Regions from separate parts of the Gasterosteus aculeatus genome. Here region 2 is linked to region 1. A link is a contact called in public Hi-C data. All regions are on one chromosome and are shown on one strand. The core of a region is the stretch at or near the end of the contact, and the rest is flanking DNA. Distances in the headings are between cores, read along the strand shown.

What was found. A called contact is a pair of places that touch in the nucleus more often than the background predicts.
Region 2: a contact with region 1 is called in a Hi-C map of skeletal muscle, with 2.9 times the contacts expected there. The contact joins the enhancer-like site here to the promoter of neo1a in region 1. A contact is called at or near these places in 3 of 6 Hi-C or Micro-C datasets (skeletal muscle and whole body).

Annotation. Positions count from the first base shown.
Region 1 is chr12:21,080,327-21,087,064 of fGasAcu3.hap1.1, forward strand. It overlaps neo1a (neogenin 1a), which reads left to right and starts at 2,388. Exons shown (of 29, transcript XM_078085704.1): 1 at 2,388-2,781; 2 at 3,258-3,395. The coding sequence starts at 3,305.
Region 2 is chr12:21,160,853-21,167,582 of fGasAcu3.hap1.1, forward strand. The region is part of intron 8 of neo1a (neogenin 1a); the gene reads left to right. Among protein-coding and RNA genes, the nearest start is that of snx1b, 29 kb to the right of the region's middle. Within about 2 kb of position 1,714, at least 3 of the 9 cell types and tissues checked have open chromatin away from gene starts, as enhancers often do.

The sequences.
Region 1 (6,738 bases), core at 1,138-3,637:
GGTGGATCACATTCAACAGGTGGATCACATGCAGCTCAATCACAGTATTATACAATATAATCCACAATTGCTAAATCAACAGTAATGCAAAGAAGGAAATGCTTATGCTTAAATAATATTGCATTATTATTTGGATATAAAAGTGATGCAATAGAATCCTTGAATCGGTTCTGGCTGTAGCCCCTCCCCCCCCCCCCCCAGGTCCCTAAACTAACAGCAGCAGCCGTCTTTTACCTCCGTCCGTGCAGCTTAATGATGCCCGAGAGTTGTTTTTTACTGTACATATGGTTGCTTCTTTTAAAAAGGGTTACAAATATAGAGAAACGTTGCGACTCAACAGCTGCTTTCCAGTTAATCCACGTGCTCCCTGCGCACTAATCCAACGGCCATTTACTCCACGGCCCGGTTGCCATTACTTGGTTCACGATGTGAGTATCTCTTTAATGTTGGAGATTTGAAATTTGGTATGACCTTGTTCTTTAATCTGCAAGAAATATGTTCTCACAACGCAGAGCAACAGGCCGTGGGAAAAACACACACACACACACACACACACACACACACACACACACACATGCAGTGTTAAAGAATTAGGAATTAGAAGTGAGCTCCAGCCCAGCTGTGTGCATGTACATGATATAATTGGCCCTGTGGATGTGATCTGACTTCAACAGGCAGGTCTGCGGTGGAATATACTGCTTCATTATAACGAGCAGAGGGGTTCCGTGCAATGTTCTGGCTTTGTTTCAGCGGACTGAGGATTTGTCTTGTAGGGGAACAAATGTTGGCCATTACATTCTAATGCAGGGTCATGTAAACCGAGCCACAAGCCAAAACCACGATCATCTGTCAGATAGTACTGTATGTTCTATGTGTACCATTATCTCATGGTGTCATGCATTAACGCAGCTCTACTGTGGAGAGAATTGTGTGATTTATCCAGTGCAATCTCACAATGTAACACAATTGTCAACGTTTGAAACAGGGAATGTAGAAAAGCTTATTTGCTTTTTTAATCACAATCGTTGCATAGAAAAGCTATTTTCTGAAAGAGAGGTGCAACATGTTTAGGATAGTCTTTACATTAGATACCATAAAAGCTTTGCTACACAATGCAAATGTTTTTTAAAAGGTTTTCATGATGACTTTTAAAAAAAAAGGAGAAAATATAAAACTGATTTTTTAGCTCGTCATAGGTTAGTCATTGGTCATCAGTGAAGACAAACTAAACCGGTTATGACACCACATCATATAATACGTCACACATGGACATTCTTGCTCATTGTCCAACTTATGGATCCCAGAGAATCTCACTCGCATCAACACTCATTTGCTTAAACCCTTTGAATCGATGTGTCTTTCCTCTCACGTGCAATTCGCCCGTCTGCCCCCTACTGCCCACTAGGGAGCACGGCAGTATTTCTACGCATGCCTTCTTCTCCACAGTCCTTCTTAACTGCGCTAAGTGTCCTAGAGTTTCCTTGAGATGTGTTCAGGGCCGATAACAAGGAATCCGAGTCTGCAGGAACCGGGGGGGGAAATGTTCATGATTAATACGTCGTGGATTACTTAAACCAGTGGGGGGAGCTGTTCCGTGGGTCTGAGTGTTTTATTGGGGCACGCAGTGTTTCCTAACAAGCCAGCCTTCCCCTTCCCTTCTCCCCAAAGCCTCGTCACAAGCTGGAGGAGAATACGGGCCCTTGTTTTCTTCGCCGTCGTAATGACGCTCCATTTAGCTACAAGCAAGGGGTTGTTTAAAGAAAGCCTTCCGACAAACGAAGAGCTCTCCTCTGAAAGGGGAGCGACGCAAATGTCTTTTTCACCTTGGACGATGGGTCTTTTAATCCTGTACCACAACACACGAGGATGTTTACGACCTCTGCTCCTCCATCTTCCGCTGTCCTATAGTCACACACACACAGGATTAATTTAAGAAACTTGATCTCAAACTTAAGGGACTTAATCCTACCTTCTGATTTCCAGCCACGATGTGACATCATCTTCTGGATTCAAGATACAGATGTTGACCTCTGCGTGCCTTTGGGCTTCAGCGAACTGCATGCTTGACGGGAACTTATTTTCTAATTATTTGGGCAGTGTATGAACTACTTAAGAGGTCATCTGCCATGGGTAAGGTCAGGATGTGCTATGAATCACAGGATTTTAAGAGACTGTGGTTCACTGCCGTTGAACTCTTGTGGCATGAATTAAGATCATGTTTTATTGCTTTTCATCAGGCTCTCAGTCGGTGTCCCCGTGTAGACTGTGGCTCAATTTGGGTGGAGGGTAAATCCACCTCATTTTATCCACATTCTTATTTGCACGGATCAGCTGTAGAGATACAGGATAGAGCAAAAGCAAAGTGAGTTAATCTGAGATGAATCTGAAAGTAAAACCCAGAGTTCTCACTGGGTCCCAAACTGCCCAATTGATTTACATTTACCCAAATTACACGTAGTGTAGTTGGGCCTTTATTGGGCACTTCTGCAAATACAGCAGGTACATTGGACCCCAAGTTACTATCAACTTCACCATCTATCAACGCAGTAAAAAAAGAAAAAAAGAAATTAAAGTTGGATTTGCGCAGTTTTCCGCGCACCTGCGGCGCTGAAACGAGGCGCCTTCCCCTCGGATCGAATCCCGGCCCGTGTTTTAGTCGCAGCCTCGGCGCCGGCGGACCGGAGCGGGATCCGAGCTTCCGCCCCGCTCCGCGCCCTGTTTTCCGGGGAGCCGCCGGAGATCCAGCCCTTCAACACGCTGCTCTCTTACGTCCCGGCGCCGGTGAGCAGAGAGCTGTCCGCGGCGCAGATTCCTGCTTCTGGTCGGATCGGATCCCCCCCCTCCTCCTCCTGTAACCCCCCTCCCCAGATATTTTGTTTTCCGCTCCCCGGTTTCTCGCTCCGACTGGGCGCTTTTATATCGCGCACGTCGGCGCTCAGTCGCCCGCAGCTCTTTTTCGTCCTTGTGCTGCGCCTCCCGTGGCAATGGATTGATTTCTGCGCGCGTGTGTGTGTGTGTGAGTGCGTGCGTGCGTGCGCGCGTGTGTGTGTTTTTCCCTTCTCCGACCTCTGCCTCGACCAAGTTGAGCAAACAGTCTCTCTCTCTCTCGCTTCCCAGCTATTCATGTTTCCTCCGGACAGTTTTAAAAGAACCAGACTGCGGATGTTTCTGCACATTTTAGGACTTTGAACTTTTTTTTTTTTTTCTTGCAGGATTTTAAGGAATTTTTTTTAATTTTTTTTTTTTTTTTGTTAAAGCTACTGCGGGGTTCCTGACGCCTGCAAAGATTAATTGGTGAAAAGTGATGGCCGAGCGGGGAGCTCTGTCGCTCCTCTCTCTCCTCTGTCTCACCTTCCTCCGCACGGAGACCACCGCGGCGAAGCATGTCGACAAAGGTAAACACCTCCTCCTCCTCCTCCTCCTCCTTCTTCTCCTCATCCGCTGCTTTTGTTATGTTATGCTTATGTTTTGTTTTGTGAAAGCCGCATTCTCACTGACATCGTATCCCGAGTTGGGGGAAATCAAAAATGTAAAAACAAAAAAAAAGCCCAACTGCACCGCGTCGCCGTGGAAGTCTGAGCCGAACGCGGCTCTCTGCGCTGCGTTCGGCTCCTCTTCCACCATTTCACCAACTTCAGGAGTCTCCGCTCCCCAGGACGCTCCTGGATCGGCTCCGTTTAAAGCAACACGCCCCCCCCCCCCCCCCCCCCAAACCCCGTCCTTCCTTTTGTCCTCACCGAGGCTCATTGAGACAGAGCCGCTCGTAGGCGTCTCTGTTTGTCTTTCGGGTGATTCGGAGACATACGGCGTGAAGGTGTTTTCGCAAATGTGCCTTTTTGGCTTCTGGAGATGCACAAATAAAAATGGACGAAACAAGACACGTTTGCTGTGGATGACTTGTGAGCATCTCTCAACTTGTGTCCCTCGGTGCTGAATGTGGGCCAATAATCATCAGTCCTGCACATGCACGCGTTTTGGTCATTGTTTTTTAACCCAGCTGCTGGTTGTTTCCCTGATATTTGGTGGAAAGAAAAAAAAAATCCATGTGCATGTAAAATGTCTGCATCATTCTATGGGAATGCTCCAAATCCCAAACCAGCACCATCAAGTCACATCTTTATCCCGTCTAAGCTGTCAAACGCAGCAGCATGTCCTCTGGAAAACATTTGTAAGTGTAACTGACTCTAGTGCAACATGTCCCCCTCCCACAGTCATTCTGCTCATAAGCAAAACAGTTGTGTGGGGGGGGGGGGGGGGGGAATAAATAAATAATGAAGCAGTTTATTTTGAAACGGAATGAATGCGCACAGAATGTCGGGCCTTGGAGTGACAGGCCCGGGCTGGCTGTTCTCCTGATGAAAGAGCCTCTCCTGCATGAAAAGCGCTCTGCAGTGGTGGAGGGGAGATAGAGAAGCAGAAAAAAAAAAAAAAAAAAAGAACGCCCCTCCTTTGGCTTTGCTGGATATCGGTACAAAAGGGAAGGATGGGGGTAGGGTGAAACAGCCCTGACTGTCTGGAAAGTAATAAAACCAGGAGATTAAGGGGACCAGGGAGTTCCTTTGGGAGCTTTGATTGATTCCAGAGAATCGGACTGGGACCCACACGCAGAGAGAGTCTCCAATTACTAATTGTGGGGTCCCCTTCTCTGAAAATATCAGTTTATTCAAAGCACATTTCTTTGCGGTCCTGGCTGTGGCCACAACTTATCTTTCTCAAAGTTGGCATGGCTGCAACCCTCAGAGACCCAAATGACTTTTACTATTATGACCTGTAAAAGTGTTTTTCTTTTTTTTTTTAAAAAAGGTCAAAGTTTGTCTTTGGCAGATAAGACGCTGCTGGAGTGTAAAATCCGTTTAGGCTCCGTCTTATCTCTGTAATCCTGCTGGGAGGGAATCGCTGATTTGTCTCAGCGGACAATGCAGATAACCAGTGAAATGTGTAAATATTTGTTGACCCTCTCGGCAGGGTTTCTTTTTTTTCCCTCACACACCACCTCAGATACAGACTTCTTCACGAACAACGGTGATTGAAGGCCGTTTTCTTCCCTGTGGACTCTGCTGCCTGGAACATCATTACCACTCTTTTGGGTTGTTGCGTCTGCAAAGCCCTGTTGGTTCTGAATCCCAGCGTGTGTGAAGGGGGAGGAGAAGGGAAGGATTAAATCTTAGATCTCATTCATCCTGCATCTGAAAAACCTTTTCCGTTATCACCTCCGTCACACAGTGTGTTTTCTATGCAAAGAACCCCTGAGAGGTGTCTCCTCCAACCCTCCACACGCATTCCTTGTTACAGCTCAAAATAGAATCTTTTCCACGTGTCCACATCGTGTGCCGATGAGTTGAGTGGGGGAGGAGGGGGCGTCACCTGTTGTCTCTGCCATATGGAGAATGCCGTTGATGCTGATCATTTATTTATGGGCACCGATCGCTCGTAAAGTCCTAATGGCCTCCGCCCGCCCGCCCGCGGGACTCGGTTTGTGTCCTCCCGTTGGAGGCGCTTCGGGACAACCGGAGAAATAACATCTCCATTGGCGGAGGTTAAGATGGCGGCGATTTATTAGAACGGTAGTCGATTTGCTCCTGTGCCGACTGAAGATGCCGTCTGAGAAATACTGTGGTACCAAGTCAATATTCTGCGTTCGTTCTTCCGCGTTACTGCAGGAACCACCGGTTGCTCAGATGAGTCCTTCAGGCTTCCTAACACGCTAATTCCCGTTGGTGCTCCCCTGCTATTCCATCTTCTGTTCCAACCCTTTAAGGATCAATGTGTCCTACCAACGTTCCTGCTATGATGCTGCGATATTGTCCCCTTTTGTTGTGCTAACAAATCGGTGTAGACATCCACAGGAGGAGAGCGCGTAACGGAAGCTAGAAGCTAATCGAGGTGCAGACGGCTAAACCTGTGACTCAGGCGCTACTGGATCATGTATCTGCAGGATTTACGTATCGCAGCTCACATGCGTTTGCTCCCTGATGGTAATAACAGCAAACTCTCGCGCGCCAGCTGTTTGCCCCGGAGGTGCGATGCCGGCGCCCCAGATTGAACCACCACCACCTCTTTTACCACCTCGAATTGGATCCGGCGTCTTCCTCCCGTGTGTTTGTTGATGGCTGTTCTGCGCGGCGGTTCATCGCTGTTCCTCGCGCCGGCGTATGGAAAGGCCGCTTTGGAGTCGAGAGGAGCCGAGTGGTCGTGGGACGCGTCCACGGCTCCTGCTGCCTTCCATCTAAGATGAAATTGCCTCAATCAGCGCTGCGGTGCAAAGAAACACCATTGAAGTCTGCTGCTGATGTCTCTCCAACGATACCAGCTGCTGTTTCTGGAACGCATTTCGTTGCCTTGATAGACCTTTTTTTTTTTTTTTTTAGGGCTGTATGAAGTTTCAACCACATTTAGTTATTTGTATTTTCAATTTTATTTTGTGAGCCATCGGTAAAGAAATCCAGAAATCCAGTTGGCTGCACGAGGAATCCGTTTACCTTTTGCGTCGCGATGTGAAGGGAAAACATGAATACTGCGAATTTTCCATCAACGTTTCTCTGTGTTTGCGTTTCACCTTCATAGCAGCAGCTCCCGCATGGTCCACCAAGTCCATCAATTCTACCGGGACATTTTGTCTGCGCTGCGCGTGGAAGAAAGGCCTGTTTGAAGAAAGATAAACGTACGCTTTCTGTAAATCATTTTTTCCTGGGGGAAGCCCGCCCGCTCCCTCGATGCAAGAAGAACCCCCCCCCCTTT
Region 2 (6,730 bases), core at 464-2,963, 80 kb after region 1:
CGATTCGGCCGCTTCTCTCTTCTTTTCTCTTTTTTGCTCGAGTTGAAGCCAAATGGGATGAATTACTGCGGCAGCTGGCCTCCTGCACGGCTCTCCCCTGACCGGGGGCTTTGACCAAATTAATCTCTGTATAATCCAAGAACATCACACGTGGAGTTGTGTGTACCTCTCTCCTCCTCGCAGTGATACTTAATGCAGGCGCACTCACCACCCGAGCGGTTTCAAATTTCCTGCTTATTCGTCAGTTTATTATCCAGTTGTCCTCCGGGTCTCAGAGGATGGATCCAGAAGACGAAGTCGAAGTCGCGTTGATGCTGTTTATTCCCCCCATAAATTATTGACGCCTTGCGCTCGTACAGACGCGTCCGCTGCGGCGTCGCCGCGTCAAAGTCATTTCGCATCACACAGGTGTGATCGATGAGAATGTGTTTGCAGCCTTTTTATTTTATTTTTTTAATAAGCCGGGCTTTGTGATGTGAGTCCATGCCGGGTTGTACTGCTCACACACAGAACAATGTAAATATGAGTGTACAGCCAAAAGTGTGTTTTTTTACAGGATATAAAGTGTATTCCACTTCAGAGGCGCAGGTGCTATCTTTATGCTAAGCTAACCTACGTACGCTCCTACAGCCACCTGCCACCTTTTCTCCCCGTCTCCTCTCACTTTCTGTCTCCCCAGTCTTCCCCCAGCCGCCTGCTCTCTGTGATAATCCAACACCCCCTCCCCTTTCCCCCTCGCCTGGGTCAGGAAACCCGCTCACACCTTTCAGGCTCGGATCGCCACCTTGAAACAGGGCCAGAGAGACCCCAACCCCCCCCCAACCGCCCCGTCTGTCAGTCGGCTGCCTTGCTGTCGGGGAGATAAGCCAGGGACTTGCCACGGGGATAGAGTTGTCTTCACCCAACAGGGGAATCAATGTGGGGGGGGGGGGGTGAAGTGCAACAATATTCATTAGTCGTCTTGATCTCTCTCGACGCTGCGGTTCAACCAAAAGTCACGGCCTTTAGCTGCGTCTGCACATCTAAAACCCTTAAACTGTGTTTTATGTGGGGGGGGGGGGGGGGGTGATAGAGGTCATAAACAGGGCTGGCTGATTGCAGTCTCGAACAGTTTTCCTGGACATTCCAGCGTGTGCATTAAGGGTCGGCTAGTTGCAGACAGATGTGAGTAAACGGGAGCGCAAATGCTGAAAGTGGACCTCATTACGCCGTCTGCTGCGGCCCCGTAGGCCTCTCTCAATGTCCACGGGGAAAGCGCCTCGTTCCGACGGCGTCTTTTCACAGTGCTGTGGCTTTGTGTAGTTGTGCTGCCGGGTCAGCAGTATGCTGTCCTGTTAAAACTACGTCTAGCGTTGTATTACTAGTGTCGCTGCACAGTAGCAAGATCAACATCTCTTGGACATCAGTTGGATCACGGAAACACAATTTACGAATGGAAAGTCAACCTGTAGCTGCCTTTTTAAAGGTGTCTGATTACATCCAGCCAACCTGTGCAGGAACTGGAATCAATAAAGCAGAGTAAATATTATACCGGTAATGAGGTTTTATTTAATTCTCTGTGCATTTTCCCGTGTTCTCTTTACTGAACTATAAATAGAATGGCTTACAGCTGTCATGACGAGTCCACGCACGCAGCGTCAATGTTTGCCACCTTAGAACGCGCTGTGAAAGGGATCATGGGGGAGGTTGTTCCGCTACGGAGGATGTGCTATTTCAGGGATCGTAGTCACATGTCATGCATGGACAGAGTGCGGCAACGATTTTGCGGCCTTCTGCAGGCAGACGATTACGCGGCGCGTTTACGTGATACTGCAGCAGGCGTCAATTACAGCTCGGAGAGGAAACGGGCCCCGCTTCTTTGGGCTTTGAAGTCGTGCACGCCTAGACAAAGCCCTCCTTTTATATAATTGTCATCCTGCCACATGCAGCACCGGGTCTACGACTGTGCCTGGAGTTGCATATGGTGGCAACTACAATGTGAGCCCATCTCTTAAAGATGCAGAGCAGACAGACGAATATATTTTCGAGGGTAACTGTCGGTCTAGAAGTGGAGCGCTGCATATAGCGTTTACATTTCCCGATAATAACCAGAATAGAAAAGCCCCTGCATATTTTTCAACATTGTGTACACTCATTTTAACAACCTTTAGTAAAAAGCCCACTTGTCCGAAAACGCCGTTTTACAGCTAAAAGCTTTAAGCACCTACATTTATATTGTAATATGAAAACGGCATATGGATCTGCATTTAACATTTGCAAACAAAAGAGAAGTGAATGCCTTTGCAGTTTGCTCTTAAGTGCATGTTTTTTTTTAACCTTCTCCTGTTTGCATAAATGGAAGAGATGCGCTGCCATTTGCATCTGATTGCTTATTGTGGCTCCTTCCATATGGCTTCAAAATATGGAAATACTTCCTTGTCTGTGTTTGTCTCTCCTCTGCATCCCGACCCCCCCCCCTCTCCCCCCGTATGTGAATCCCTTTTGATATTTTGCCTCCTAGTGCCCAAGCCAAGTACTTCACCGGTGAGCCGCAAACAAGCTTCCTTGGGTTTGCGAGCTCTGAGCCGCCGTGACGCGATCGTCAATTGCATTGCGCCGCACGAAAGGGAGACATTTCACTGTGTGTTTTGCCCACTTCAGGTAAAATATAACCCAATCGAAATAAATAAATAAAAATAAACCGATGCTGGCCGGTGTGCAAACACTGCTTCGCTGCTGGCTGTTATTCGGGCTCATGGCCAAAAAAGAGAAAGTACAACACTGCATTTCTGATGCAAACGTATTTATTCGAGCTCTTGAAAATGAAACAGGGAGGCATCCCGTCACTCCTTCCACATCTCTCTTTCCCCCTCCCCTTCTCTGCTTCCCTCCCCCCCCCCCCTTTATTGAGCCGCGCTGCCATTAGTCGTCTCTCAGACCTGCGGCAGCAGACAGAAGAGTCCCGTCCTCCCCTCAGAGGTGCCACAACCCCCCCCCCTCTCACTGAGAGACGGAGGTGCGTAATCGAGCGCTCGCGTTGTCTTGCAGGTTGCGCCCCCCCCTCCCCCCTTCCCCCCTCCATCACGCCGTGTACTCGCGTGTGCAGGCATCACCAGCTCTGGCACGATGAACTGGCATGTGAGCCGTCCCCGAAAGCTGCAGCTGGACAGATAGTGGGAGGCTTTGTTTATACAGCGTAACTTCATTAGTGAATCCATTGATCGCGGGCAGACTCGACTACCAGACGTCCCCGTGAAATGACACGGACACCAGGAGTCTCTCTCAGTCTTTGCGGATGGAAATAACCAGGAGCACCGGCTTTGTCACGGCCTTTGATCTGGGCCAAGACGGTTAACACCTAATGAGGATTAGGCGCCGGGAGTGAGGAAACCCCCCCCCCACACACAAGTTTTATTTAGATGTCAATAACGCACAAATGAAGTGGAAGTTCAATGCGGCCCGTGAGGACAAAGTAATCCGAGAGCCCTGTGTTCTGTCAGTGTACCGTCACAAACCGTGGACGACTCTAGAGGGATGATTTTTTCCAAACAGAACTGGCACGGCAGCCTTTAAAGTAGGAGGGGTCTCCCAGTCCCGCTGTACTGTAGCTGCTTCACTTCATTATGAATCCACATCATTTCAAATGTAACCGGATCACCAACAAACAACAGAGAAACGCTTCCCGTCATGGAGGCAAAGGCGCATTTGTGTGCCAGACGAGCCGCAGACGGGGGGGGGGCGGGACCCTTCCTCTTCATCCCCACCATCGTCACCACCTTATTCCCTCGCCAACTCAATAAGTGAGAACAGGCCTTTAAAAGAGCCCGAACCCTCCACCCGCACTCCATCCGAGCGAAAAAGCCCCGGCCCACTTCGGGGAATACGGCGCTCTCCACCAACGTGCCGGAAAGGGGGGTCACGGCCGGGCCAGCGGGAGCGTGAGTGTGTGATGCTGCGAGCGTGTTTACTGTTGGCACCGACCGTCTGCATCGGCGAGGGGGGGGGGGTCAAACAGCACCCTGCAGGGCTGCCACTCCAACCACCCGTGTGATGTCCCGTCTCTGGTCTGATTCGGGGTGTGGTTCGATTTTACGATTGCAATTTCCCAGAGTCGACCTGGCGCCGTAATGAGCGCTCAACCCCCCCCCTGCCCCCGCAGAGCGGGGGAGAGAGAGAGAGAGAGGAGTCTGTTGTTGGCACCGAGCGCGAGCGATAAAAACTGCCAACCGGGGGGACGGAGTCGCCTCCAAGAAAGTCGTTCAAACATCAATTAACAGCGAAAGTAGCTGTTGTTCAGCAGCTCGGCGCTCGGCGCCTGTAGCTGCAGCCTGTGTCGTGCACGGCGGGTGCTGTTATAATAATGAGCACCTTAATCTCCACCCGCAGCCTTGAGAAGCGTCTTTTTTTGGTGGGATTTTGTTGATTAAACAAACATGATAATATTGTTGTTTCATTTGGAACCTTGTCGGGTTTTTTTTTTTTTTTTCTTCTTCTTTTTTTAATAAATGCTTGGGATCATGAAAAGAGAATGTGAAATCAGGGGGCTTTTGACGGAGAATATTAATCACATGCAAATGTGAATATATTCCACTAAAACTCTGCCTCGGAGCGGAATATATTGAAATTCAAATTGAGGTGATAAAAAAAAAAAAAAAAATGTGCACACAGTGTCTTAACTGAAACATACACGCGCGCACACACGCACGCACCGCGTTAGTGAAAGTGATTAGTGAATGTGTGCCCGCCCCCCCCGGGGCTGATCAGAGGGATTGTAGCCTAAATTGATTGTGAGGAGGTGAAATCAGCCTCCACCAAATAGCAGTTTATTGGAGCGCCGATGTCTAAGTAAGTGTTTGTGTTGTGGCTCCGTCTCTCTGCGTGTGTGTGTGTGTGTACTAGGTGAGGCTGATCTTTTCCGTGGGTTGTATTTACTCGGCTGTGGTGGAAACCTTCCCTCATTTATAAATGTTCTGTCGTTCCCAGTGTCTATTTTTTGCTCCTGTTTTGTTTTTTGTTTTTTTCAGTTAAAAGGTTAAGAAGTAGCTTTCGGTCGCTGCGGTTTCCTGAAGGGTCGGTCTGGGTATCAACACCAGTTTTAGGCCTCGCTGTCTGCGTCCGTCTACTCTCTTTCTTATTTCGCACCATGACACACTCAGGATGCCGGTCTCGTCTCGTGTTTACTGGACGTCCCTCCAGGTGCGAAAAATTGGAGGAACCGCATGGCACAAAAACATCACTTTCCTTTCACACCCTTCCCCTTAGCTGCAGGGGGCCTGACCCCTGTGAGCGGCGCCGCTGGAGCTTTTATGCACTTCCCCCCTCCTCCATTTTCCCTCCCTCGCGCCGCCCTCCCATTTTTTCCGTGAGCTAAAAGTAGAACAGAGAGCAGCATCACAGCGGGCCGGCGGCGCCCTCTCGGTGGGTCGGACCGAGGGAGGCGGCTCTGTCCGTGCAGTTGGAGCCTGATTAGCTGCCTGTTTGTTAGCGCGTCTCCTGAGAGGGGGGGGGGGCTGGTGCAGCTGCTCCCACTTCTGCAAACATCCTATTTGACCTTTTCGGCCCTCTCCTGCTTGTTCTGCTGCACTCACTTTATACACAAGGCGTTGCAAGGGCCTGTACACACACACACACACACACACACACACACACACACACACACACACACACACACACACACGCGCGCGCGTGGCTACAGAGAGCGTTCTCTGACATGAATGACTTCATCCCGGCTGCTCGCTCTGTTCCCCTGGAAAGGTTGACTCGTACCCGTGTACCTCCGAGGTGTTACGGCGTCGTGGGCGGCGGCGGCGGGACGCTCGGGAGACGCGCGTTGATCCCGAGCGTCCTCGCTTCGTTTTCCCAGACAGCACGCGGAGCACGTGATGCAGATCTGTGCAAGCGGGAAGGGAGGAGGTGGTAGAGGGAGGGGGTACATGTGTTTGATGGTGAAGGGACGCTGTACGTACACTCGGCGGATGATTAATTATTGATGCCCCCGACCCCATTCAATTACTGCCGCCTTTTAGGAAGAAAAGGCTGGTTGGTTTTCCCCTCATTTTGAGATCCGCTGCTCCCATAATGCATTTGACATTGAGCAGATTCCCACACAGTAAATAGCTGAGCACAAAACATCCTACAGCATCGCCACATGGCATCCAGGAGGCCTGTGGAGACCTCCGATCGGTCCTCCTCCCAATGAGGACATTTGTTCAATTTTTGGAAAATAAATAAGAAGGTGATTCGTTCCCCAGGAACGTGCCATAGTTTCAGTAAGTTTGACCGCTGCGTCCAAGAAAGTGATGAGGAGGAATGTGGAAGATGCTGTTTGACGTTTTTGGAGAATCGGATAAGAGACAGAAAAGCGGGTGATTATGTGGGCGCGAGTTGGAGCACCACGTCTCTTGGAGCCCTTGTGAGGTTTTGATCTGCACTTTAATCCTGACGCTCTCTGAGTATCAAAAGGAAAACCAACCCCACAGACCTGATACTGAGATGATCACGTGCTCACCACACAGGAACCAGGAAAAGGTCCAAACACTCCTCACGTGGAATACAAGCACAGGAACATTTGCAGGGATTTAGTTATTTGGCCTTGTGCACAAAGCACTTCAATCCCTTTTTTTCGGGGGGGGGGGGGGGGGGGGGGGGGGGTGACTCACACTTCTATCTAGCGTTAAGAACCGAGTTCATTATTCCTCTCGACAACTTGGTCGAGAGGAATCTTGAGAGAAGAAAAGAAAAGCAAGCTGCT